Regions from separate parts of the Mus musculus genome. Here regions 2, 3, 4, 5, 6 and 7 are each linked to region 1. A link is a contact called in public Hi-C, HiChIP or PLAC-seq and promoter capture Hi-C data. All regions are on one chromosome and are shown on one strand. The core of a region is the stretch at or near the end of the contact, and the rest is flanking DNA. Distances in the headings are between cores, read along the strand shown. Region 1 holds the start of Tbx3os1 (T-box 3, opposite strand 1). Region 2 holds the start of Iqcd (IQ motif containing D). Region 3 has its middle 74 kb from the start of Gm42015. Region 4 overlaps Gm42015 (a long non-coding RNA gene). Region 5 has its middle 44 kb from the start of 4930413E15Rik. Region 6 has its middle 48 kb from the start of Gm30895. Region 7 has its middle 22 kb from the start of Gm30895.

Region 1 (3,634 bases), core at 783-3,282:
TCACTTATGGACTGAGGCTGGCGAACTGTGTGCCTGTTAGAGTGAGCTCTCAGAGCCGAGGTTTAAGACAGGCTAGCGTCCGGGCCTGGTAACCCATCCGTGATTTAAGCTATAAACCACATTCCTCTACTCTGTAGGCCACTGCTGTTTAATTTCACAGAAGTGCTGGCTTTCTGTACTTTTGACTTAAAAGGAAGTGCCCGGTTATGAAAACCCGACTAAATGTCTTGTGGCTTGGAAAACGATCCCGTGCCAAACTTTGGCCTCAAGTAGCTTGGAAGGAGACCGAAAGTGGGGTTTTATTTTCGTGCCCTTCCAACTGGTATCTTGATAAACCTCAATGCTACCTACCTCTGGTTTTGTTTTTGTTTTTGTTTTTCTTAAATCGGTGGTTTTAAACACTAGTCATTGGGGTCCTTAATAGACTTATTTCGGTCAGGCAAGGGCACTAAACATTACGTAAAGTGGTAACAATATTCAAATACAAGGTGCATAGTCTCATGGGTTCCTTGGGTCTACACACATAACCTTAATTGTAAAAATTGCCTGCTACGGTTTCCCTGGGCTTGCAGACTCCGGAGATGGCAACGGGAAAGAAACCCGAAGGTCCTCCCCTCTTCCACTGATTTCTCTGTCTCACACCATCAGGCTTAGGTCCCCTTCAGCCCCAGGGACAAGGCTGAAGAGTAGAAAGGGCCTGCGGAATCCTCCCGGGTCTCCCACTGCTGTCTAAGAGGGGCTTTAAGGTCTGTCCTGGGAAATAAAATCCAACAGAAAGAACTAAACGTAAAGAATATTTCAGAATGGCTTCACAAACGGGCTTCCTGCAACAAGGTGATTTTCTCGAATGCTGCAGAAGCCGAGTGCGCGGTCTCCTTCAATGGAAAACACCCTGTATTTTGTAAGGAACCCCGGATACGAGTCCCTAGGAACCATACTGAGGGCCCGGGTAGGCTGAAACTTCCTGACCCTTAAGGCAGGGCCCTGGAGTCTCCGCATATTTGGGGGGACAGGAAGTTTTCGTTTCAAACGTCAACAGTCAGCCAGAATCTACTGTTTTAAGAGTCAGACAAAAGAGATGTGAAATTTTTCAGATGGTTTGGGGGGAGGGGTCCCCCACTGATTACTTACTTACCTTCCTGACTTCGTGATGACCATCTCTGTACCCCGCTTGTGAAACTGGTCCCAAAGTTCCTTGGCCTCCAGGTGCACCTTAGGGTCATCTTCTACGTCTTCTTCGGGTTCCATGGTCTTCAGAGGCCTCAGATGTGCCTGGGGTCCCAGGGATGAGAAAGGGATGCCGGTCTCAGCAGCCCCCACTAACTGATCCATGATGGGCTTGGCCAGAGCTCCGGGGAGCGAGAGCGCCGCGGCGCCGTTGGGAGGCAGCGTTAGCGCGGGGAAGAAAGGCGGCTGGTGGCCCAGTACCGCGCTCATGGCGAAGTCCGGCGCCCGGTGAGGTAGGAAGGGATGATAGGCCATGCTTGTCCCAGGGATAACCGGATCTCTCATGGAGAGGCTCATCCACTCCAGACAGGGAACCAGTCCGCAGCTGCTGGCTTGGCTCCGCTTTTGTTGTTGCTTTTCAAAAATAATAATTAAAAAATTCAACAGCGACGCATAGTTTTGTTTAAAATAAAAAAGAGGGCAAATTACAAATAAAGCGTTTGAAAGGGAGGGGGAAAGTGTCTTTGGGGGGAAGAGAACGCCGCTTTTAAAGAGGACAAAGCGGCAGCAGATCTGGAGACATAGCCGCTGCAGGGGCTGTCCTGGTGCGTGGAGTGTGTTGGAAAAGCCGCTCCTGGAAGTCGGTTTCAGTAGGGCAAGCAGCAAGCAGGGGCTCGACTGGCGCCCAAGCCCTGTGGCTTAGCTGGAAATAGACACTGCAGCCCTTTCCCGGGGTGGCTCCCCGGCTCCCACGCTCTTTGTTGCCAAAGCGCAAGGTTCTCGGAGACTTTTTTTTTTAACCTTTTTTTCGACTCCTTCCCCCGCCCCCTAGCTCTTCTCTGGCTTTCTCGCAGGAGGCGTCTTAGTTGAGCTAGACTCTGGCTTTCACAGGCAGCGAGATCAAGGGGGGGAGGAAAAGTCTCTCCTTTAAAAAAAAAAAAAAAAAAAAAGCGATTTAAGCCCCTTTCCAGCGGCGCTTTCAAAACTAGAACTGCGAAGCTGGCTTCGGTTCGCGATCCTCCTCTCTGGCTCCGGGCTGCGCGCAGAGTCTGGGTGGCGAGCGAATGGTGCCTGCGATCTTCTGCCTCGGGGAGCCGGCTGTCTTCCTTGTGCTAAAAAAACGTGAGCGAAATCGCTTTCCTAAAAATAATAAATTAAAAAAAAATCAGCGTCCGGGCACGCAGGGCGAGGGAGGATCAAGAAGACGGGTGCAAAAAAAAAAAAATAGGAAAGAAGGAAGAGAACGGAGTGATTGGGAGCTGGAGTAGGCAAGTAGAGGGAGGGAGAGAAAGAGAGAAAGAGAGCGAGCGAGCACCTCGCCACCCTCCTCCGCCTCTAGAATTCCCCGGGCGTCTGCTCGGCGGCTCTGGACGGTCCGGCAGCGCTGTGGGCTGCGGGAGCCCGAGGCTTGTTGATTGGCTCTTTGACGCTTTCGGACCAATTGTGTGGCTGCATAGGCGTGGTTTTCACAGGTCGAGTGCTGGGGGAATAGAGCCGAGTTATAAAAAGAAGGTGTCGGAAACTGGAACGTCGCTGCGCCGCGCGGTACTACGGCCTGTCCTGCGTTTATGTCAACATGATCAGAGGGGAGGGCGGGGAGCCACCAGGGCGCCGCGCGCTCACCAAAGTCGCCTCTAGGTGGCTGATCCAGAAGAGAGTTCGCAGCAGCCTGAGAGCTCGCCGCGGCTCCTCAGCTCAGCCTACGTCTGAAAGGCCTCAGCCATCCAAGCCGGGGGATCCGGGGAGGAGGCTGGGCCAGGGAGGAAGGGGGAGGGAGCGAGGGCGGGAGCCAGGCAGCTTGCCCGGCTTCCGAGGCGCCGGGCAGGGGCGCTCGCCTCTCGCGCGCTCCGAGCGCTACAGTTCAAGCCCGCGGCCGCTTCTCTTGTGCGGATCTGCAGCTTCTTCCCTTTCCCGGGCCCCGGGCTAGCCGAGCTGGCCGCCGAACCTCTCTTTCGGCCAATAAGCCTTAACAAAAGCTCCAGGCTCGCGTAGCTCTGAAGGGAGCCCCACATGGAACCGCCCAGCCACCTCTGAGTCAGATCCTCTAGCTCCTGCGCCCGGGTGCTTCGGATTCCCGAGCCACTAGCGCAGGGGATCCCACCAATCTTTCTGCCCGCTGCCTGCTCCCCACCCGCAGCCACGTGCAGAGACCCAAATGCCCCTTGGGATTCTGGGCCCGAACGCGCGCCGACATACTGAGACCGAGCCCCCACGCGGAAAAATAAACCACGCAAATGCATTCAAGGCCTGCGCGCCTGGCCCAGTCTACGCTCGGCTCGCTCCTTTTTTTTTTAAAAAATGTATTTACTGACCCTTTTGAGCCCAGCTCCTCTTCCATTCGGATGACGACACCAGTGTTCCACCCGGATGGGGGTGTGGGTGTAGAGAGAACGAAGCAGCTGAAACAAGTGAGCGCCTGGAACTGCGGGCCTGTCTCCTGAGAGCCTTTGCCCTCACCTCCGGGCCA
Region 2 (3,634 bases), core at 339-2,838, 920 kb before region 1:
TAGAACGCCCTGTTGGAGTAGGTGTGGCCTTGCTGGAGTGGGTGTGGCCCTGTTGGAGTGGGTGTGGCCTTGTTGTAGGTGCGTCACTGTGGGTGTGGGCTTTAAGACCTTCATCCTAAACTGGGCGTGGTGGCGCACACCTTTGATCCTAGCACTCTGGAGGCAGAGGCTGGCGGATTTCTGAGTTCGAGGCCAGCCTGGCCTATAAAGCGAGTTCCAGGACAGCCAGGGTTATACAGAGAAACCCTGTCTCGAAAAACAAGAACAAACAAACAAAAGACCTTCATCCTAGCTGCCTGGAAGTCAGTCTTCCGCTAGCAGCCTTCAGATGAAGATGTAGAATTCTCAGTTCGTCCTGCACCATGCCTGCCTGGATGCTGCCATGCTCCCACCTTGATGATAATGGACTGAACCTCTGAACCTGTGAGCCAGCCCCAAATAAATGTTGTCCTTACAAGAGTTGCCTTGGTCAAGGTGTAAAGCGAGCAGTCAAAACCTAACTAAGACACACACTAAGCACTCAATAAGCCCATGTTAAATATGTGAATTATTCGTTGTATGAGCCAAGAGAATGTCCTAGGAAATGCTTAGACAGAGGGAGTTAGGGTAGAATAAGTCGTGGCGGGGATCACTGCAATTAGCCTGGCAGTCACAGCACACACACGTTGTGAACATACCTTGTGCACTCACATACACGTAGGCACCCACAGATACATATAAAGTAAAAATAAATAAAGCTTTACGTTATTTTAAAAGAGCGTGTACGGCTTTTTGAAAGGACTAGAGTTTAGTCCCCTGCACCTATGACAGGTGGCTCACAACTGCCCACCCGTAATTAATTTTAGCTCCAGAGGATCCAAAACCCTTTGTCTGTATTCACATTCACATACCCCACCAACGCAGACATAGTGATAATAATATTAATAATGATAATAAAACTTTAACAATTAAAGGGGAAAAAACCTAATTAGACCAAGGGTGGTGGCACATGCTTTTAATCCCAGTACTCAAAGGCAAAGACTGGTGGATCTCTGTGAGTCTGAGGCTAGCCTGGTCTACAGAGTGAGTTCGAGACTACATAGTGAGACCTTGTTCCAAAATCAAAACAAACAACAAATCCTTATTTTAAGCATACACTGAAGGGGGTCACGCACCCAGCAAGCTGACCTCTGAACATAGTGCGGACAGTGGGCACCAAAACAAACCAACCCATCCAATTACTTGAACTAAGTTCACTCGATGTGAACTTCACAAATGGTATCAGTAAGAGATGAGGAGAGGGACTATGAAATGGCAGGTGGACCAGACAGGAAGCAAGACTATCAGAAGAGGATACTTGATGGTGCTTGCAGGAGGCCTAGAGGAGGACAGGATGGAGGTTGGGCAAGGGAGTGAGGACCTGGAGCTGGACGGGATGGCAAGTGGGGCGCGGACGCCTGGAGGGGAGAAATCACTGGACGGCGTGCCTACTAGGTGCACACAGCCTGCAGCCTGGGGCTTCCCCGCTGTCACTCACCAGCTCCTCAAGATGCAAGTTTCTTGGCCCACAGTTAAGCAACTCGGCGGCCCTTATGTTGCTAGGTTACGAGCCACTCTTAGAAGGCGGGACTTTGAGTTTGACTGACATTCTTTTTCACCATTTAACTTCGAATCGGGTTGCGTTGGCTCCGCCTCCTGAAAGATGGCCAATCAAAATCCCCGCCTCTCTGACGTTTCGCCAATGGAAAGACGCAGGATTCCTGTTGGTTGCGCGAGTGAGGCGGGGGTGGGGGTGGGGTGGGGAGGAAAGGGGTGTTGCTTCCTCGCCCCGCCCTCCCTTTGGGAGGAGGGCTGTGAGAACGCTGAGTGACGTGTAGTCTACCCTGTCAAATTTCATTGCGACCCCTCTGATGGCCAGTAGGCTGTGGCCTAGGGCCGTGGGCGGGGCTTTCGGGGCTGAGTGACAGGAGTCGGCGGATGCGAAGGCTGGCGCAGCTGCCGCTGTGGCAGCGGTGAGGCGGCGGTGGCGGCTGCTGAGGCTCCGCGCTGGGGATATTGGCGGCGGCAACTGCGGGCTGAGCTACGCTGTGCAGACCCAGTGCACAGTGCGGGATCCCGGGACGGCGCGTGTAAGGATCCGAGGGGTGCGCGATCTTGGCCCGAGGGCAAGGGTCAGGGGTCAGAAGGTGCAGAGAAGGGGCTGGGGCTGAGTGCTCCAGAAGCCCGAGGCGGGGCCCTGGGAGGTGGCCGGCATGCTCTCTCCTTGCGGATCCCCTTCTCTCTGCACCCCTTTTCTTTGGCCTGACTTCCTGGGGCGACCCGGATCGCGATGGGGATCGTGGGGAGCTAGAGCCCCCGAGCGACCCTTCCTCCCTGCTCACCTCCCTGCTGTGTCCTCTTGTGACCTGGCCGGGGACTCCTGCCTGGGTCAGTCTGCCTCAGGGGACAGATCGCAGGATGGCAGCTAGCTATCTGATTCCGGGACCTTCTTCCAGGGGTGACCTTACCCCAGGGGTGACTCGCTGGGTCTCCGCTAGAGAGAGAACCAAGGTCTGCCAAAGGGCTGGACCTTAGGAGCTCCGAGTCTGCTGTGTGACCTTGGACAGTTTACTTACCCTCTCTGGGCCCCGTTTCTTTCTCTTTGAAAAGTCATAGGCTCTTCAGGAGGCAAAGGCAGGAGAATGGCAACTTCAAAGCTTCAAAGCTCCATAGGGATATCCCTACCACCAAAGACAAAAAACAAGAAAGCGGTTGGTGGATTTCGCCTAAGTGGAGTGCAGTTTCTAGGAATAGTTGGTGGGGCTGCGCTGAAGTGGGCAGTGTCCCCTGCGTTCCATGACTACTTGTGGCTCTTTACTTGGGAGAGGCCACGCTAAGCTGCCTCATGTATCAAGTGGGCGCTAACCAACTGAGGGCAGAGCCGTTGAGTCGGAGCCAGGAGGTTGTTTCCTGTGGGTGGGGTCTACAGCTGTGTACTGTAGATGTTCAGTAGCCTCTCTGGACTCCCTCGCAATCAATCCCAAGTTGTGATGCTGGAAATATTTCTAGACAGTGGGGACAAAGTCACTCCAGGCGAGAGCCATTGAGGTGAGACCAGGCATGTTAGAATGGAGTCATGCATCCCGCTGTTAAAATGTAAAACCCACTGGGAGGATCTCCCTAGGATGCTAGTGACGAACATTAGAAACCTGTTGTCATGCGTTGGGAGAGCTTCTTGCCTTCCAAGTGAATAGCGAGAACACACTGTTAGAGCCTCCTCCTCATGGCCTCAAAGTACATCCTTGTAATCCCTCTGCTGTGGAGTGCGTTAGAAGTGTGAGCCTAGTCTATGCAAGGCACTGGGGGAGGAGAGAGTTAAGCCAAAATTCAAAACACACTGCAGTTCTTTAGGCAGCCAAATGACGGGTATCTTGTGGGAGTTCCTCTTCTGTCTCCCCTTGTTGAGATTTCCAAGCAAAATAAATTCTCAAATCTGGAAAAGGAAAACAAAAAACACAAACGAACAACCCCCTCCCCACCCCCCACTTGCAGGAACTTTGCCAGGCAGAGTCTTTCAGGCTTAGCAGGCTGCTGCAGAAAGTGGTGTTTATCTCCGCTGCCGCCACCGCCTCTGTTAAGAGAGACAGGCTGTCTCTGCCTGGTGATGTTCCCATCC
Region 3 (3,634 bases), core at 553-3,052, 900 kb after region 1:
CCTGCTGTTAGGATACTGCTAGGGCCAGACTGGGGCTACATGATCTCCTCCTAACCTCACGGGTCAGAAGCCACATCAGGCTTGGGGTAGTGTATGGCCGTTCCTGTGACATCCCAGTGCCTGGTCAGGGCCCTGATGATCTTCAGGATGTAGCATCAGTGGGCAGCAGGATATGAGGATGAGGAAGATAACATGGGCTAAGCTCCGGGTAACAGACTTCCATAGTGAGGACAAGGTTTGAAGGGAAGGTGGGCTGGGCTGGCTGCAGGACTCTGGCTGAGGTTTCTTTCTTTCTTTTTTTTTATTAATGAGAAAGGTCCCTCACAGTTGGGAGCACTGTCTGGAGAGGCTATGGAAAGGTTCAGCCTTGTTTCAACAAGTACAGCACTGGGGCTGGGCTTTGGGGGTTTTTTGTTTTTGTTTTTGTTTAAGATTTATTCATTTATTATAAGTACAGTGTAGCTGACTTCAGACACACCAGAAGAGGCCGTCAGATCTCATTACAGATGGTTGTGAGCCACCATGTGGTTGCTGGGAATTGAACTCAGGACCTTCGGAAGAGCAGTCAGTGCTCTTAACCACTGAGCCATCTCTCCAGCCCCTGGCTGAGGTTTCTGATGGGAAGTGTTACTAGAGAATGCAGCTACAGACCTGGGGGTCCAGTGGAGGATGCATTCCTGCAGCCCCAGTGTGAATACACCCCCCCCCCGTTCACACGGCTACAGAGATTGCCTGTGGCAGGGTCCCTGTATTGCCCACCCACCTGATGAGCTCCAGCAGAAGTTTCTCAAGGTGTGAGTCACCTGTGGGGAGAGGAGGGAGTGGAACAAGCATTTACTACCAATTCCCTGGGCCTCACTCACTGTCTGAATGTCATTGGGGGTGGGGGGGGGTGTTTCTCTGTGACCAGGAGATCAAGGACAGTGACTTTGCCAAGGGCGAGCAGTGAAGGATGATCGATAGGTGAGAAGTTTCCGTGGGAAGTGGGTCCCATGACAGAGGTGAGTGGGTAGGGCCACTGCTGCCTGCTGCCCACAGTGATTCCTCACCTTGAAGGTGGAGTCAGAATCGGAGCTTGAGGAACATTTCTATTTATAGGTCCTGGGTGAGAAGAGATGCCTGCTCACAGAATGAAGTCTCCATGTGACACCTCATTTCTGACTTTGTTGGGGGTGGCTTGCAACCCAGTCTATGTCCAAAGAAAAAGGGTAATGGCAGAGCCCAGCCCTCACTGCCTCATCTTTAGGCACAGGAGTGTTTGAGTTCCCACCCATTAAATTCCAGGGTTGGGGAACAGAGCTCAGAGAAGCAGAGGAACCTGGTTTCTGTCAGAGGAAGGGAAGCTGGCAGGCACTCACAGCAATAGAAACTGCTGGACAAGACCAAATGAGCATGGCCAAAATGATCCTGTTCAACGGAAGCATGAGAAAAACAAAATCCAGGACTGGAGAGATGGCTCAGCGGTTAAGAGCACTGGCTGCTCTCTGCTCTTCCAGACGTCCTGAGTTCAATTCCCAGCAACCACACGGTGGCACATCTGTCGTGGGATCCGATGTCTTCTGGTGTGTCTGAGGACAGTGACAGTGTACTTATTTTATGCATAAAATAAATGAATTAATCAAAAAAATTAAAAATAAAATACAGTGACCTACACAATGCAGCATATACCGTACAACACAGAATCCAGAGGCCACGTAGAGAGCTGTCACAGCAGACTGCTGGGTTTTCTAAGTCAAGGCTGGGAGGGCCATTCTGCAGAACAAAGGGCCCTTGTGCAGTTATAACGAACAGACACATCATTAAACCTGCACGCACCAATAAGCAAGCGCAAAGAGAAGGCAGCAGAGACGCAGGCACAGTGGGAGATGCCCTCCTACCATCAGCTGCCTGAGACAGCTAGATGTGTATGGCCCTGCACCAGGCCATGCTGGCCCAGAGTGGGTACTGAATCTTTTGAAATGGACCTACAACAGAGGACTATTTAGTTACAATTTAAATTAAAAAAAAAAAACAACAACAACAAAACAAAAGAAACCAAGCGATATAACATTAGTGTCGTGTCCCACCCCAAGCCTCAACTGACCCAAATCAGCAGCCAAACCTAAGATCCCTGAGAGGACAGAGCCCTCTGAAGGCGGACCGCAGGAGGAAGAGTCTTAGTCAGATGTTTCTGAGCTTTAACACTGACTTTACGTTGAAAGAGAAGAATCTGGCTCTGTTGGGTAAAATAAAATACGTTGTTCAATTGAATGAATTTTCACCTATTTCTCTTGACTTCTTAAAGGTGGCTTCTAGAAACTGTAAAGTTGTACGGGACACACATCGTATCTCTTCTGACAACTGTCCCCGAATTAGGTCACAACAAGCCTATGAGAGAATGCTTGTAAAACAAACGAACAAAAAACAAGACGGTGAGTGGATGCTCTCTGGTAGGGCACGCTTTATGGTTTATACCCAAAGACAACTTTCCTTAACAAGGGGTATGAAAAGAGTCGGGAGAGTAACCTGACTAGCAAGATCAACTTAAACAAGGGGTCTAATCTTCACCTCTTACTTTTAACACCTCAGGTCGCATGAAGGGCCTCCTGGAAAGCTCTGAGTAACTGAATTTAGTCTGAAGAGTCCCGTTCTTCCCCACCCCCCATCCCCACCCCTTCCCTGAAGCCCAGGGCTACACATGCCTGTATATCAAGTGCAGCAATAAATTCAACATGCAATTACGATCCCAAGATCTAAGACCCGAGAGACAAACCTCTTAGGGAGAAAGCTGGGGAGCAAAGAAAGCAGAAGCCGAGACGATTGTAGGGAAATCTCAGCATGGAGAAAGCAAAGAGTACCAGACAGTGAACTGCTAGGAAAAAAGACACTGGACAAATCCACACACACACCCATAAAGTCTAAGTCAAACTGACAAACAGAAAACACACAAACGAACAAATTAAATTCCTCTCCTTTTCCCCAACCACCCTCCTCCAGAAGTGCCAGGAGCTGGTAGATTCTCTGGTAATCCGCTGCTATGTTTTGAGGTGCTATAAGGTCTATGTTGTTGCCAATGCTCAAATATCTGGGGGTACTTAGTCTTAGCTCAGCTTGGTCCAGGTTCAAAGAAAGAGCAGCCTCTCCTCTGTCATAAATGACCGGACGGTCACAGGTTGATGCTGCAGGAGAGAAGGGCCCGGTCTCTGTACTTGATGAGATGGGATTTTCTTAACTTGGCAGGGATGCAAGAAGTAGCAGGCCAGATGCAGTGTGCCTGTCTCAACCATGTGGATACCACCTCCACAGTCAGGCCTTGTACCTGAGAGGGCCAGACAGGATATTAATACAATCAAGGCACAAGAGCCCTGGGTGAACTGACTTGGAGTGAGGAGACTATTTTACATGTTGAGTAGTTAGCATGCCTTTCCCTAGGTGGCTAGAGCAGGCCCGTATGTTTCTAGTCTTAGTCTGGTGTGCCAATGTTCCCGAGTGTCATCTGGCTTCCTGGAACAGCTAGATTCAAACAAGCCCCATCAATGGTAGGACGAGGAGGGCATAAAGGCAGGGTGGTAGCCAATCATCTGAGAGGGCCCTTGGTCACTTCAGAGGTTCATGTTGGTATGGGCCCAAAGCAGGTGTTAGCCAATCAGAAAGA
Region 4 (3,634 bases), core at 547-3,046, 840 kb after region 1:
AAAAACAAAACAGCAACAAAGACAAACAAACAACAACAAAACAAAAAAACAAAAAACCCTTAGTCTTCTAGATCAGTAGTTCTCAACCTTCCTAACGCTGTGACCCTTTAATACAGTTCCTCATGTCGTAGTGACCCAAACTATATATGTATATGATGTATATGTATATGTATATGTATATGTATATGTATATGTATATGTATATGTATTGTATATGTATGTGTGTGTATATATATATATATATATATATATATATATATATATACATATATTGCTACTTTGTAACTGTAATTTTGCTAGTGCTATGACTTGTAATGTAAAAATATCTGATCTGCAGGTATCTGATCTGCGACCCTCAAAGGGGTCACGAGGCACAGACTGAGCGCCGTTGTGGGTCAACAAGACTCGGGACCAGAGAGACAGGAAACGTCCTCCAATCCCCAAAGCCTCTCCTCAGGTTACTAGAAGCAGTTTTGAGGTTTCCACTGCTTTTGTTTGTTTGCTTGCTTGCTTGCTTGCTTGCTTGCTTGTTTAATGTCAGGGAGAGGAGACTGTCCTTAGGTCTCCAGCTTGTGCAGGGAGCTCAAGGGCTTGACGTCTGTGAGTCCCCGCCCACGTTGGGGTGGGCTCTTCAGTGATTGGACTCCGAGGGTTCTGATGTGACCAATGGATCTCTGAGGGAGTTGTAAACTCAAGGCAACTCTGATCTGGTAAAAACTAGGGATATGGTGCTGAGTTCGAGAGCTGAGTCGGGAGGGGGAAATGTGGCCTACAAAGATGCATCTTGCCCTCCCCCCCCCCACCTCTGCCCCTTCTCCCCGTGCCCTGTCCCTTCAAACTCTGCTCATTGGGGAACCAATCCCAACAACGAACCAAACCAAAAGAAAAAAAAATGAACTTCTGTGATCAAAAGTCAACATAATTCCCTCCTCCTTTTCAACTGTTCAGAGGGCTGGCAAGACGGCTTAGCCGGTGCTTGCTGCCAAGACTGCTGACCTGAGTTCGATCCTCATAAGCTGTAAAGTCTAGGGAGAAAATGGATTCCTGTACCTTGTCCTCTGACCTCCACGCCTAGCCCATTGCTTTCTCCCTCACCACACCCCGACATCCCCATACCCCTACATCCCCACTCACATAGGGAAAGGGAGCAGGGGAGAGGATAAATTTGTAAGTAGGCAAATAAATGTGATTAAACTGTTTTTGCCTGATAGTTCTCACAGTGATGATGATAACAATGATGATGATGACGATTATGAGGAGGAGGAGGAGGAGGATAAAAGCCACCTTGAGATTATTCAAAGCAATACGTGTACTACGCCTTGCCATTTTCTATAGCAGATTTGGAGGCTCATGAATCTGTGTGAGGTTCTGTGGATCCAGAGAGACAGCTCTAATTAGGCACACATTGACCTGAATTAGATGGAAAACAGTTAGCCATGGGTATTTTAGATAGTTCTACACACATACCCTGCTAGAAAGACCCACCCACCCTCAGCCCTCTTGATGGAGACAGCCTGGGCCATCTGGCCAGAGCTTAAAGGCCCCTGACACTTCCCAACGCTGAGGCTCCTTCTGCATTAATCCCTGGAATTAGCTTCTGGCCCCACTGGCTCCGTCCCCTGAATTACTGGAGTGCAAAGGTCAACACATTAAGCGGGGCAGAGCAATACCAGGCCGTAAACCCCCCAGGCAGCATGGAAGGCTCAGTGATATTTCACGCGGAATCACCCGGCCACCAATGACCCCCATATTGGAGCTGTTGTGTGTATGTGTGTGTGTCCCGGACTGTGTTTATGAGCCTGGCTGAGCCCTCCTGGGCAGCGCCCCCACACGCTGCCCTTTGATCACAGAAACCCAATACCCAAGGCCTGTGTTTTATGGACAAGCAAGTCTAGATTAAGAGAATTAACCACAGCGGTCACAACTCATAAAAGGAGACCTGGACCTCACGGCACTGTGGCCTAGGGGGCGGAGAAAAGGGCGGAGGGGGAGCAAGGATGGGTCCCAGGGTCCAGTCCATGGTAACAGTCCTACATCCCTCCAGAGCCACAATGGACAAGGAAGACAAGCATGAGTGTGTGCAACCCACATGAGAGTTGGGGACTTGAACCTCAGCAAAGTCAGTTTCTCTTCCCAGCTTACACCAGGCTCCCAGGTTGTCTGCCCCTCCATCCCATTTCCACAGCCCTCCCAACGTCTGTCAAATAACCAGATAACCACACCAATCCCCGCATCAGGCACAGCTGAGAGTTGAAGCGTGCCTCCCCAAAGGGAATGTTTGAGTCCCAGGCCCTGGTACCTGGAGACATTACCTTATTTGAAGATGATGTCATTAAAAAGGTCATGAAGACACCAGGGCATGTCGCTGGGTTTAGAGTGGCCCCTAAATCCAGTGGTTTTACATCTTCCTGTGACCACAGACGTTGACTAGGAAGACACGAACACAAGCCAAAAGTCTGCCTAGTCGTGGTGGCCACCACGGGCCACTCCTGGAGAAGCAAAGGGTGGCTCTCCTGTTAGCCACGTGGAAAGAAGACACCGACCCTGCCCCTTTCTGTGTGTAGGTCTGTGCAAACACTTAGAGGCTTTATATAAGGGGCTTCTGGCTGCCTACACTTTGAGACAATTAGAGTCTTCTAGCTGCTTATATTTTTGCTGTGTGTGTATATATGTATGTGTGTGTGTGTGTGTGTGTGTGTGTGTGTATGTGCAGAGATACACCTGTTTGTATGTGCATGTGTGGGCATATATGTGTGCAGAAGCCAGACTACAGTCTCTCGGGTGTCTCCCCTCAGGAGCAGTCAACCTTTTTTTTTTCATTTTTTTAAAAAAAAAAGAAACATAGAAATGTTTTCTATTAAAAAAAAATGTAGCTGGGCATGGTGATTAAACATCTTTAATCCCAGAACCAGGGAGGCAGGCAGATCTCTGTGAGTTTGAAACCAGTGTAGTCTCTATAGTGAGTTCTAGGCTAGTCAGGGCTACATAGCAAGATCCTATATCAATCAATCAATAAACAAATAACAGGTAAAGGCTTTGTCTTCATGCCAGTCAGGAAGAAATGGAGAGTGTGAAAGGCAGACATGGACAAAGCCACAAGGCCAAAGCCCTGCCCTAACTGGTGCTGACTGGTAAACTCGCTGTCCAGAGCAGTCCCTTGGGCACTGCTGCGTCTCATGGGAGACTAAAGGAGTAATTTTTGCAAATACAAACCCTGTGTTTGCTTGTTTGTTTGTTTGTTTGTTTGTTTTTAAATAATGCAACTACTTACTTACAAAAGCGATGGGAGCATCCAACCAGTAGAATATGCCACAATTATCACATTTTCTTTCCTAGAAGTGGCCTGAGTGGGAAGCTATGTTTCCTTTGAGACAGGCTCTCTCCTCTCTCAGTAGGGCCAGGGGCTCACCCATTAGGCAGTGGGGGAGGGGCAAGGAAGGTGCCTTCTTTCTAGGCACTTTGGAGGGAAGGTGTCCTCACTGAGCCTTGGGCCCAGACAGCACAGCTCTAAGGCCACGCCCGCTCCTCCATCTTCCCCTCCAGCCACCGGCACCTCATCCATCTATCTCTCGTCTCTGTCCCTTTGGGACTCATCTGTGCCCTCAGGTAAGTCAATGCTTCCATGCTCTGCACA
Region 5 (3,634 bases), core at 500-2,999, 760 kb after region 1:
ATAAGCCAGGAGCTCTAGCCAAAATGTCAAGAACACCCACCAGCTATGGCCCACATCTGAACTCTTCTCTTAACCACTGAAATCAGCTGGAAAAAAAAGCCTCCAAAAGTCTCCATCCACCTTTCTGACACTCATCCCTCCACCTGTTGAAGGAAGAAGGATGCTCTAGTGCTGTGTATACAAATACTGAATTCTGAGCCCCAAGATCTGGTTGCTTCCACATGAGCAAATTCTGATGCACACTGGCCTTTGTGGTGTAAACCTTGATCTCTGATTTAAAGGTACCGGTTAAATGAAAGTGCCTATCACCAATGACGGAGGAGACTAGAGATAGGCTTTAGTTACCTGGCTGGGGGCTACAGCTAGGGACCATGAAGAGGAGGAGAGGGGAAGAGGAAGGAGAAATAAGGTGGAGAGGACAGGAGGTCTCCTTTAGATGCAATGGACCACACATGTCAGAGTGAAATGCCCCCTGAGGACAGACAGACTGCTGGAGCAGAATAACCCAGGTGGGACTCAAACACCAAGTATTTGAGGAACACAGCTAGGAAGTACCCAGGCCTTCATTAGAAGACTAGATTAGGGGTAATTCGCCCAGTAATTGTGCTAAAGATGATTAAATAAGTCTAGTAGGCCACGATTATTGGGGAGCTGGCCAGGTCAAATTAAAGACAAAATTTTTTTTAATTACATGTACAGCAACATCTACCCAGTCCCCCTACCTAGCACCTGAAATACTGTGCCACGACTGACTGCCTGAATGGAACAGTAAGAAGACCCTACTGCTCATACAAGCCAAGTCTCCACAGAGCAGTTCTAGCACGCCCAAGGTGTCTATAAGTGCACCTTGATATCAAACCAATTTTCAGGTGCCTTTATTTCATTCGAGAACCATTGGCCGGGGCTGGAGAGATGGCTCAGTGGTTAAGAGCACTGACTGCTCTTCTGGAGGTCCTGAGTTCAAATCCCAGCAACCCCATGGTGGCTCACAACCATCTGTAATGAGATTGGATGCCCTCTTCTGGTGCTGTCTGCAGACAGCTACAGTGTGCTCATATACATTAAATAAATAAATAAATAAATAAATAAATAAATAAGAACCATTAGCCACGTAGCGCCCTCCGCCCAGAAAATGAAGAACATGCCCTGTGCGGCTCCCCGCTGCCCCACAGATCTGAAAAGGTCCAGATTCAGAATCCAACTGAGTTTCACAACCAAGTCACCCACCCCCTTCTGGAGTGGAAATTAAAGAAAGAAAGGAGAAAGAAAAAGAAAAATAAATAAATAAATAAATAAGTAAAAATAGAGAAGGTAAAGCTGTGCTTTCTCAAGTACACAGCCAAAAACACGTAAGCCCTGCCGAGTTGCACAGCCAGCCACAAATCCCTCGCTTGAGGGCGTCTTCCAGCTGGCAGGACCACCGCTTGGCATACTTAGCCTTCCTCCATGGCTGGTTGTAATTACCAGGCAGATAATTATCCTGCCAGCCCACTTCCCTGAGACCTGTCGCAGGTTCGGCATACACACAATGATACAGGTCAAAAAGGGGGGAAGGAGAGGAGGAGGGGAAGACCCTTCCTTCCTCAGCCCCCTAAGCCTTCAGTCTCCTAGCTAAGCTGCCAAGAGGTCCCACTCAGAATACACTCTGAGATTCTACCGAGGGAGTGAGGGAGCGTGTGAGGATCCTAAATCTCCACACGAGTTTCGTCTCTGAATTACAAGCTGCCAGATACAGCAGCCCAGGGAAGCCAAGCACAGAGTGTGTTTGGTCCTGGCCACAGACAGTGGGAGAAGCTGCCGTGTATGCTCTCTTTGCTGTTCCTTGGAGAGCAAACATAAACTTTATTTTGATTTTCTTTCTTAAATGGCTAATCCGTTGGTCCCTGCTGCCCTAAAAGTGTAAACAGGGTGTTCCTCTCAGGGTGGGGGAGATGGCTCCTCTGTAAATATCCTTGCCAAGTCACCTTAACTTGGCCCAGAACACCCCAAACACACACACTCACACACACACACTCACACACACACACAACACACACTCACACACTCATACACACACATACACACACACACACATACACACACACACTCACACACACACATACACACACACTCACACACACACATAACACACACACAACACACACTCACTCACACACTCATACACACACATACACACACACACTCACACACACATACACACACACACACACTCACACACACACACATACACACAAGCACATGGCTAGGAACTGGAGATTGCAGGTGTGACTCAGAAGTAGAACACTTGCCTAGCTGCTTGTGTGAGGTCTTGGATTCCATCCCCAGTATGGAGAGAAAGTGGGAGATTTGGATGAATGCAGGAAAAGAGCTAATGCAGAGGACTCAGGCAGAGTTGGTTGATGAATCCCTCAGAATGCCTCACCAGACCACCAGTCATATGAAGCCCCCACTTCACTGGTGTTTTGGCGGCACCACTGCAATGACTAGATCGGCAAATGCACCTTCACACACCAATCATCAATCAAGAAAATGCCCCGCAGGCCATTCTGATGAAGGCAATGTCAGCTGAGGTTCCTCTTTCCCAGGTGACTTTACTTTGTGTCAAGTTGGCAAAAACCAACCTGCACACAGTCCAACCTCCACTTTTTGACCTTGAGGTTAAGTGATACAATGGCTGGCAGAGCACTTAGCATCGTTGAGGGCCCAGGACACTAACTATTGTTATAAGTTCCCTTTGTCTTCTCTGCCCCCTTTCGTGCAATGGGGCCCTTTGGGAGTTGCACTTTTCTGTGGCAGATGTCATGGCCTGGTGCACAGTGTGTGCCCAGACTGTGCTGTGCAATCCAAGTGTGTTCTTTATTAGTTTATTATAATTACTACAAAGCCCAGCACTGTTTGGCCAATAGGGAAATGGAGGCTGGAAGACAATTGGACCAGGCGGCAAAGGTTAACTGGAGGAATGTCTCCTGGGAGGATGGAAATGGCCAGGTGTCTGGAGTCTTTGCTCTTTCCTCCCTGTGGTCTCTGAAAAGCACGTGTCTCAAGTGACCCCTTTGCCTTAGAAAAAGTCACCCAGACAGAAGCAGACTCTCCTTCAGCCACGTGGAAGTTTGGTGAAGATGTATGATTCTGCCAGGCTCTCGGGAATTTGGTTACATTGATCACTGGATACGATATCCCCATGAAAGAATGGCTGTCACCACTACCACCACCAGCACCACAACTGTCACCACCACCGTCACCTCTACCACAACCATCACCACGGTTGCTGCCTTCACTACCATTATCACCTCTACCACAGCCACCACCACCAACACAACCCTCAGTATCATCACAGACCATCTCTACTACAGCTACGATCACAATCATGACTACTTCCACCATGACCATCACCACCATGGTCACCTTCACTACAGCCACCACCACCATCAATACAACCCTCACTATCAATCACCCAGACCACTATTATCTCCAATATAAAAACCACCACCTCTACCATAACCACCATCATCACAATCACCACAGCCATCACCATCATTACAGCCATGATAGGGTAGTTAGACAGACAGACAGATGGACGGATGGACGGATGCATAGATAGGTAGGTAGGTAGGTAGGTAGATAGTCAGACACA
Region 6 (3,634 bases), core at 425-2,924, 670 kb after region 1:
TCTTAGCAATACAAAGCAGAAAGCCATAACCAGAGAGGACACACTAACTGACAATGCTCTTGCCTGGGTGGGTATTTCTGCTTGGCGAGTCTGGGACCCCTGTTGCTCCAACAACACACATACATTCCATTTTGGTGCCTGGCTTGACATAGACAGAACTGGATAGATATTCTGCCTAGTGTAGCTTCAAACTCTAGGGAGGGCGTGTTTGCAAAGGATTGGAAATGTCTGTCTTAAAAAGAGTCCTCCCATTTCAGCTGGAGAGCCTCCATATTAAAAACTGCCATATAGTCACTGGCTTGGTTGCTGGCTTTGGGATGCAAAGACCAGCACAACACTGTCTGTTGTTTTGATTTTTGCAGACCTACTGTCTGGCACTTCTCAAATAAGACATTTAAGATTCCATCTCCATTGTGGTGCATTTGAGGGCTAGCAAATTCGAGGCATCATCCCTGGGCTTATGCACCCAGAGAAGTGAGAAGTCAGAGTCATTTATCCAGACCCTCTATTGAATATAGAGACTGCACAGGTTATATGTTTGCTAGGTGCAAAAAGCAAAACAGGGAGCTAATTAATCCACTTGGTTAGAGGTTAGCCAACTACTGCAAGACACATACTTTCTCTGTCCTAGCTACATATTTAAGGGTGCTGTTGTAGCATGCAAGCAACACTGTCGAAGGGTGTCACCATGTGCCAGTAAAACTTTATTAGCACCAAAAGGCAGCTGTGGATCTTGGTCATCATTCCTACAACTGAGAAGTACTAAGGCACAGTATTTATGAGAAGTACTAAGGCACAGTACTTAGGTACTGATTGGTACCAGATCCTGGCGACATGGAAGGAAGGAAGATCTGCCTATTGAGTTTTCAATGTAGTGTGGAGATGGTGCCTTGTGAGAGACGCATGCAAGGGGGGTGGGTTGGCATTGTGGGAAGATAGAGAAGGAAATAAAAGGGATGTTGGGGCTTCGGGGATCTAGACAGAGTCAAGGGAAGTCCCGCAGAGCAGAGGTTTCCTGCCCTCCAAGAAGACCTGGGTTCAGTTCCCAACACACAGGTTGGGCTCAGAACAACCTGGAATTCCAGCTCCAAGAGTAACATATTCTCTCTCTCTCTCTCTCTCTCTCTCTCTCTCTCTCTCTCTCTCTCTCTCTAACTTTCTGGAAACTTCACCCTCAAACACTGCAGCATTAGAGGTGACCCCTAAACTGGGGTCAGGGGACAGCAGCCTCAATCGAGCTGGCCAATCCCCCTGAACTTGGGTGGGGTGCATCTGGATGTCTCTCTGCTCACTGGAGATGAGAGGCAAGGCCACCAGAGCTGGAGACAGGCGGCTGCCCTCCCGTCAGTCACTTGCCCACCCACAAAAGTCTCTTTTCATCCGAGGCACTGCAGCAAAGGGGACTGGCTTCTTCCCGTCCCGGTTTATGGAAGGCGACAGCAGAGGCGAGAAAACAGGCGGCGGAGAAGCCCATTACAATCAATTTGCGCAGCCTGCGCGCTCGCAGACAGACTCTGTGTGGACTGGATTCTGTTACTGGGGCTGGGGGGCCAGCCCGGCGGGGGGCAGGGGGGCCTTCAGGGAGGCTGGAGCCTTCTGCCTTCCGCGGATGGGCCCCATTAGGGCTGCAGGCTGGCGCCACTGCTGCGGGGGCTCCCACCCCGCGCAAGTCCCATCCCAGAGCAAGATGGGGGGGCGCCCGTGTTAGCTTAACTCCTGCGGCTCCCAGACTAATTGCCCACGGTGCAAACACGCCTCAAAGTGCTGCGGCCTCGTCAATAACAGGGTATTAGACGCTTCCATTCCGCAAGCATTGATCTGTTTCCCCTCCCTGCCTCCTCCTGGCTCCGCTCCCTGCTTTCCTCTCCCTGCCAGGGCCGCCTGGCTCCAGCTTTGATGACCCCCCCCCCAACACACACTTTAAAGTGTTTTCTAAGCGTGTGTTTAGCGTGAGTGGTGTCTAAGTGCTAATTGTTACACCACAGGTTGATTGGCGACGAGATGGCTTGCCAAGTCCCTCCAGTCTCCTGGGGGGCGAAGGGGGGGGGTCTGAGAAGAGGTGGGAGAGGGAAATCCTTGATGCTTCTGAGTTTCCGGTCCTCTTTGCACATTTTCTGGCCCCGTTGTTGCAGAGGGTAACCCCTACTATGATTTTATTGTTGTATTTTATTTATTATTTCTGGAAATAATACAAGAAAGAAAGGATTTTTTTACAGATGCCGGGTAAACTAAAGCCGGGGTGGATTTGGGGATGGTGGAGTTGGATCCCTAGGTCTGGATAGAACTAGATGTGGCGGTCCACGAAGGAACACCTGCAGTCCAAGGTGGTTCTGAGCTGCACGGCAAGTTTGGGACTAGCCTGGGCTACCTAAGACTCTGTCTCAAACAAAACAAAGACATGCCAGAGGAGACTGTGGCAACCCTTAGGGAGCTAAGTTGGGCCTGTGAGGTTGCCAGAATCCCTCTGTCCATCCAGAGATGGATTTCTGTGTGGAGAGAACAGTGTGAGCCTGTAAGGGACCAGAGAGGGATGAAGATGTTTTAAAAGATGTGCTCCTGTCCCTCAGTCCATCACACTACCGAAACAATGGACCTCAAGAAACTGGAATTTTCACACCTGAGAAGGAAAATTCTGAAGTCTGGTGTCAGTTGGGGTGATGGGGCTGTGGGTGGGGTGAGGGGTGAAGTGTGGCAGGGTGAGGATTTCACACAGTAGGGACAGGTTCTCAGACCCTCTTGCTGGGAACCCTAGAGCTGAGACAGTAATAAGTCAGAGTAGATAGACCAGACTCTGAACAGGATGGCACAGACATGCCTATCACTACCTCTCCCTCTATGTAAATGCTAATCTCACCTCAGGTCGCTTCCTCTCTCTGCCTTTCTTCCCACTGTGGCTCAAGGAATAAATTTCCCTTTTATGGTTTTTACTCTTTCGCTGTTTTAACCGGGGTGTGTGTGTGTGGGGGGGGTTGGGGTGGGGGGGGGGTTAAGGAAGGGTGACCACATTTGGCTTCTCAGGATAGAGGCTGTGACCCCAAGGTTGGAAGCAATCTGAACATGATAAATGACAGGTAAGTCCCCTCAGGCCTCCTATGTAGCCCAGGCTATCCTCAAACATAAAATCTTCCTGCCTCAGACTCGCAGATTGATGGTCTTACAAGCATGCACCCACCCCCCACACCTAGCCTACGGGTGCTTTTTCATAGAGCTCTAGTCATGCCCATTAGAGGCCCCAAACGTTCCCACCTGACTGGTGAGCCAACATTTCTGGGTGTGTGCCTGTTGCTTAAAGTATGCAGAGATGTCCAGACACCATCTTCCAGAAGAAGGGGTAGAGATTCAAGTGGCTGAGTGCACTTTGGAGTTAGACAGCCAATGCCCGATTTGAATCATTTTGCTGACACTTGACCACTGGGTACCTGGGCTTTCTCAGCTCTACAACAGAGTAATGCCAAAGTGAACCCATAGTGGGGTTGTGAGGGTGATATGAAGAGACAGCTGGTAAGCAGTGTCTAGACCACACAGGTGCTGTGATCACTCTGTTCAGCTCCCTTGCTTTGTTCTAGGATATTTTTATGATGTGTATTCTCGATGCTAGAAGTAGGCTTCATGAAATCTGTGAAGCCTGTGTCCC
Region 7 (3,634 bases), core at 506-3,005, 640 kb after region 1:
TCCACTTCCTTGGATTTCTCTTCCCCTGGTGTCACTAGGAACTTGGGCACTAGGCGCCGTGAGCGTTTTCTGTGTTTAATCTTCACATTGGTCTTAGGAGCCAAATGTCACCTTACCTTCTTCATTTGACTCCTCAAGACTGTGGTTCAGGAGAGGGAGGGGACTTTCCTAAGGGAAAGGTACAATAGAACCCTTGACAGCAGACAGACTCTGGGGCTGTGTGTGCATGGTTGTGGGCACTACCCACCTCTATCACTGCACAGTTTTAAGGTGCCTAAGCTATGGACTCCAGTTTGTCTGTCAGATGCACCAGCCACTGGCTGAAGAGACAGCTGGAGAGAAGAGAGCGGCTGCTGGTTTTCCAGAGGACCTGGGTTCAGTTCCCAGCATCCTCATTGGGCGGTTCACAACCACCCATATCTACAGCTCCAGGGGATTAGATGCTGTCTTCTGGCCTCCTAGGGTGCCCCCCCCCCGCCACAGATACACACACATGCACACACACACACACACACACACACACACACACACACACACACACACACATGCGTGCACATGCCTGCATGCATATGCACACACATACACACTTGTAGAAAAAAATAGCTCTAAAACAAGCTCTGTCAGGGGTGGGGGTGGACTGGAGAGATGGGTCAGGAGTTAAGAGCACTGACTGCTCTTCCAGAGGTCCTGAGTTCAATTCCCAGCAACCACATGGCGGTTCACAACCATCTGTCATGGGATCCCATGCCCTCTTCCGGTGTGTCTGAAGACCATTACAGTATGCTCATATACATAAAATAAATAATTTTTTTTTAAAGTTCTGTCTTAGTTCCCAAATCACTTTAATTTTAGGGTTTTTTTTCCCCCACATTTATTTGTGTGTGTATGTGTGTGTGTGTGTGGGGGGGGTTGAGGTAAACTCCATACCGTGGCATGTGTGTGGAGGTCAAAGGTCAACTGTGAGAGTCAGTTCTCTTCTTCAGCTGTGTGGGTTGGAGGGATCCACGTAAGTGGTTGAGCTTAGCCACAGCACCTTTACCTGCTGAGCCATCTAGCTGGCTCCAGAGCCCATATTCTTAGCCTTTCCACCAACGTGTCTCCACGGTGCCTACTGATGACTTTTGCAGAGCTTTCAAGAGGGAAACCTTCACATTTAGGACCGGTACCACCTCCTTCCAACCTGCTTGCAAGAAAGAGGTTCTTAAATTCTCTTCTGAGAGAACACTATACAACCCAGCTCTATGGGGTGGGAGACACCCCAGGGGCATCCCTGGGATCTTGAGAGTGTCACAGAGGAGGCAGAAACATCTTTCTGACAGAACAGGGGTAACCTTTGAACTTTGAGATGCTCAAAGGCACACACTGTGGTTACCAAGTCTCCAACGCCCTGATTCGGCAAGCCCCTGGCAAACCCGCATTCACAAGTTCCTTTCTGTCCAATCCATAGCAAACCTGTTTCCCAATTCATGACAAGAAGATATTGTGTCAAAACCAAGTGACGTTGTGGTATGAGATCCAACACCCAGGGTACCCCCCCCCAAATATTCCCATTGTTCTGCCCTCCTCTGGTGGTGGGGGGTGGGATCCATCAACAGCCAGAACGATGAGTCAGTTTGTGGTCTGAGTAATCCGATTTTCAGACACTGGGGAGTTAGGGGTTTGAGCATGGACCCTGGCCAAGGGTGGGGCTCAAGGGGAGGTGATTTTCAGCCCAGCTTAGGAGTCATCCTGTATTCATCTGGCTTCTCCCTGAGGCTGCCAGGCTGAAGCTGCCCACACAGCAAAGGGCCCACATATCCCAACTCTGCCCTTTAGCAGCCCTCCAGGCAGAGAAGGTAAGTACCAAATCGTAGCCATGGCCGTGCAAGTGATACAAGGCTACCGTGAGGGCTGGAGGAAGAAGATGGTGGAAAGAAGACTTTGGCTCACAGTAGATCTTCAGGTCAGCACTACTCTCCTCTTTGTGCTACATGCTCACATGAAAGTTTTGGCGCAACTGGGTTGCTCACTTCTAGAGCATCCCAGACAGAAAACCAGAAATACTGTGTCCTAGCAGTTCCTTCAAAGGAAGGGATGTCAACAAAGAAAAAGGGCTAGACAGAGAGAAAGCAAAATAGCGTTGTGAAACTGTGGCTTTGGTGCCAGAGAGCAAGGCAGGGCTGCAGAGCCACCTGGGCTGGGTTCTGGGGCATGGGAAGCTACTCTTCTGAGTTTGTTGTCTAAATAGCCCGGGGGCCAAAGTCAACTTTGACTCCCTCTTCTCCACTTCCAGGCCTTCACTGCCAACAGACAGGACGTACAAGGCATAGGGGACGCTTCTAAAACATAAATAGGTTGCCCTTCTGTCAGAGAGTCATAAGAAAAAGAGAGACAGACAGACACAGACACAGAGGATGCTTACTCCCTGATCCTCTCCAAGTCTAATGATGGGGGGCCCAAGCTACTCCTGGGTATAGCAAGTGTGCAATCTTGCCTTTGCCTCTAAGGACATGACAGCAGGGAGCGTCCTCCTATTACAAGATTCGCTGGTCAATGCAGAGAGGCTTAAGAGTTCATCCTGTGATTCTGAGCCAGCTTTCCTAACACCTGGGGAGGTGGGTGATTGGAGAATGAGTCCAAGCTTCGGGCAGGAGACAGTGGTCAGCAAATCTGGGGGATGCCTGGGACCCTGAATCTTCCAGTAGCCGGAACAGCATGGAGCAGAGGCTCCCGTGGCTGATGCTCTGCTCTTCCATGGTTTCAGTCAATCTCTGATGGTCTATACAGGTTTCTGGTGGCTGCTGTCCCATCAGTGAGCTCTTTGTTGCTCTGCCCAGGAGAATCTTAAGGCAGGAAGGGGTTAGTTTGGGCTCTCATTTTCAGAGGGCTTTCTCTGTGGCTGCTTGGCCTCCCATGAGCTTGGGTAGAGCATCATCGAGGTGACAGGAGTGTCTTCACTTGAAGAGGAGCAGAGATAATATATTAAGCAAGGATCTGCCTCTAGGAGATCTCAAACCACCAGCTCCGAGGCCTTGTTTTCACAACCTTGCTGAAGAGTGCTGTGGCTGGGACCAGTCATTCAACACACAAGAATGTTTCTTATCTCAATCATAGCATCCATCTGTATGTTTCCCTCCAGGGTAGTGGGATGGATATATTTCCTTAGACCTTCTGTTTCTCACCTCAAACAAAGCCCCACCCATCTACCCCTTCATTGAGTCTTTTTCTCTATCCACTTGATCACTGTGTTGGTAAGAGTGAGTTTAACTGGGTAATATTATTATCCCGATGACTTTGAGTTCTTGGTGGCTATCCTTGAGGAAGTCTTGCGATGTAGGCATCTCGTGGCCATCTGGCCTGTTGGAAAAGTCTGGCGAGAATTGGTCTGAAAAAAACATGTGCATCCTACAAGCTCAAACAGAAGCTTTGGGGATCAAAGGATCTCAGACCAAATGCGTGAACTTGCACACAGGAGGAAGGCCGTCAAAACATGCCATATCCCCTGAACGCACATGAGACCCATATGAACCATGGAAAAGCCAGCACACAAATTGACCTACATTTTCCTAGGCAAGCCACGCACACAGTGCACATCGTCAGGGACAGGAGAGGGCTGGTGACAGCATAGGAGGCTACCCTCGTCATTCACCTCAAC

Evidence for each region. Promoter capture Hi-C pulls out the DNA fragments that hold promoters and counts their contacts. A called contact is a pair of places that touch in the nucleus more often than the background predicts. HiChIP or PLAC-seq counts read pairs in DNA pulled down with a chosen protein or histone mark.
Region 2: a promoter capture Hi-C map of liver shows a contact between it and region 1, with 2.1 times the contacts expected there. The contact joins the promoter of Iqcd here to the promoter of Tbx3os1 in region 1. A contact is called at or near these places in 3 of 39 promoter capture datasets (the 3T3-L1 cell line, cranial neural crest and liver).
Region 3: a contact with region 1 is called in an H3K4me3 HiChIP or PLAC-seq map of embryonic basal ganglia, with 11 times the contacts expected there. The contact joins the enhancer-like site here to the promoter of Tbx3os1 in region 1. A contact is called at or near these places in 17 of 39 promoter capture datasets (the 3T3-L1 cell line, 3T3-L1-derived adipocytes, the C10 cell line and 12 more), 1 of 15 datasets of contacts at CTCF or cohesin (embryonic stem cells), 28 of 484 Hi-C or Micro-C datasets (the AML12 cell line, B-cell progenitors, CD4 T cells and 20 more), 17 of 115 datasets of contacts at active chromatin or transcription factors (craniofacial prominence, embryonic basal ganglia, embryonic fibroblasts and 12 more) and 3 of 9 other capture datasets (adipose tissue, liver and pancreatic islet).
Region 4: an H3K4me3 HiChIP or PLAC-seq map of embryonic limb bud shows a contact between it and region 1, with 4 times the contacts expected there. The contact joins the enhancer-like site here to the promoter of Tbx3os1 in region 1. A contact is called at or near these places in 11 of 39 promoter capture datasets (3T3-L1-derived adipocytes, the C10 cell line, cranial neural crest and 7 more), 1 of 15 datasets of contacts at CTCF or cohesin (the NIH/3T3 cell line), 8 of 484 Hi-C or Micro-C datasets (bone marrow-derived macrophages, embryonic stem cells, granulosa cells and 3 more), 17 of 115 datasets of contacts at active chromatin or transcription factors (craniofacial prominence, embryonic basal ganglia, embryonic forebrain and 10 more) and 5 of 9 other capture datasets (adipose tissue, embryonic stem cells, embryonic trunk and 2 more).
Region 5: a contact with region 1 is called in a Hi-C map of uterus, with 2.6 times the contacts expected there. The contact joins the enhancer-like site here to the promoter of Tbx3os1 in region 1. A contact is called at or near these places in 11 of 39 promoter capture datasets (3T3-L1-derived adipocytes, the C10 cell line, the HPC-7 cell line and 9 more), 1 of 484 Hi-C or Micro-C datasets (uterus), 11 of 115 datasets of contacts at active chromatin or transcription factors (craniofacial prominence, embryonic basal ganglia, embryonic forebrain and 8 more) and 2 of 9 other capture datasets (liver and macrophages).
Region 6: a contact with region 1 is called in an H3K4me3 HiChIP or PLAC-seq map of craniofacial prominence, with 8 times the contacts expected there. The contact joins the enhancer-like site here to the promoter of Tbx3os1 in region 1. A contact is called at or near these places in 14 of 39 promoter capture datasets (the 3T3-L1 cell line, the C10 cell line, the HPC-7 cell line and 10 more), 5 of 484 Hi-C or Micro-C datasets (cerebral cortex, embryonic retina, large pre-B cells and 1 more), 17 of 115 datasets of contacts at active chromatin or transcription factors (the NIH/3T3 cell line, cardiomyocytes, craniofacial prominence and 11 more) and 3 of 9 other capture datasets (adipose tissue, embryonic tail and embryonic trunk).
Region 7: a contact with region 1 is called in an H3K27ac HiChIP or PLAC-seq map of the NIH/3T3 cell line, with 7 times the contacts expected there. The contact joins the enhancer-like site here to the promoter of Tbx3os1 in region 1. A contact is called at or near these places in 11 of 39 promoter capture datasets (the 3T3-L1 cell line, the C10 cell line, the HPC-7 cell line and 7 more), 1 of 15 datasets of contacts at CTCF or cohesin (the NIH/3T3 cell line), 4 of 484 Hi-C or Micro-C datasets (the G1E-ER4 cell line, the NIH/3T3 cell line, liver and 1 more), 14 of 115 datasets of contacts at active chromatin or transcription factors (the NIH/3T3 cell line, astrocytes, bone marrow-derived macrophages and 11 more) and 3 of 9 other capture datasets (adipose tissue, embryonic stem cells and macrophages).

What each region holds. Positions count from the first base shown.
Region 1 is chr5:119,669,906-119,673,539 of GRCm38.p6, reverse strand. It overlaps Tbx3os1 (T-box 3, opposite strand 1), which reads left to right and starts at 2,032. Exons shown (of 4, transcript NR_166476.1): 1 at 2,032-2,289. Tbx3 (T-box 3) reads right to left here and starts at 2,307. Exons shown (of 8, transcript NM_011535.3): 1 at 1,136-2,307. The coding sequence starts at 1,524.
Region 2 is chr5:120,586,977-120,590,610 of GRCm38.p6, reverse strand. It overlaps Iqcd (IQ motif containing D), which reads right to left and starts at 1,588. Exons shown (of 5, transcript NM_029408.2): 1 at 1,517-1,588. Tpcn1 (two pore channel 1) reads left to right here and starts at 1,998. Exons shown (of 28, transcript NM_145853.2): 1 at 1,998-2,108.
Region 3 is chr5:118,767,494-118,771,127 of GRCm38.p6, reverse strand. No RefSeq gene overlaps it. Among named protein-coding and RNA genes, the nearest start is that of Gm42015, 74 kb to the left of the region's middle. Within about 2 kb of position 1,802, at least 16 of the 459 cell types and tissues checked have an H3K27ac peak or open chromatin away from gene starts, as enhancers often do. A contact at or near this core is called in embryonic basal ganglia, embryonic limb bud and neural stem cells, where this site is marked.
Region 4 is chr5:118,827,588-118,831,221 of GRCm38.p6, reverse strand. Gm42015 (a long non-coding RNA gene) reads left to right here. Exons shown (of 5, transcript XR_878725.1): 4 at 338-457. Among named protein-coding and RNA genes, the nearest start is that of Gm42015, 14 kb to the left of the region's middle. Within about 2 kb of position 1,796, at least 7 of the 459 cell types and tissues checked have an H3K27ac peak or open chromatin away from gene starts, as enhancers often do. A contact at or near this core is called in embryonic limb bud, where this site is marked.
Region 5 is chr5:118,906,231-118,909,864 of GRCm38.p6, reverse strand. No RefSeq gene overlaps it. Among named protein-coding and RNA genes, the nearest start is that of 4930413E15Rik, 44 kb to the left of the region's middle. Within about 2 kb of position 1,749, at least 4 of the 459 cell types and tissues checked have an H3K27ac peak or open chromatin away from gene starts, as enhancers often do. A contact at or near this core is called in uterus, where this site is marked.
Region 6 is chr5:119,004,206-119,007,839 of GRCm38.p6, reverse strand. No RefSeq gene overlaps it. Among named protein-coding and RNA genes, the nearest start is that of Gm30895, 48 kb to the left of the region's middle. Within about 2 kb of position 1,674, at least 21 of the 459 cell types and tissues checked have an H3K27ac peak or open chromatin away from gene starts, as enhancers often do. A contact at or near this core is called in embryonic retina, where this site is marked.
Region 7 is chr5:119,030,287-119,033,920 of GRCm38.p6, reverse strand. No RefSeq gene overlaps it. Among named protein-coding and RNA genes, the nearest start is that of Gm30895, 22 kb to the left of the region's middle. Within about 2 kb of position 1,755, at least 15 of the 459 cell types and tissues checked have an H3K27ac peak or open chromatin away from gene starts, as enhancers often do. A contact at or near this core is called in the NIH/3T3 cell line, where this site is marked.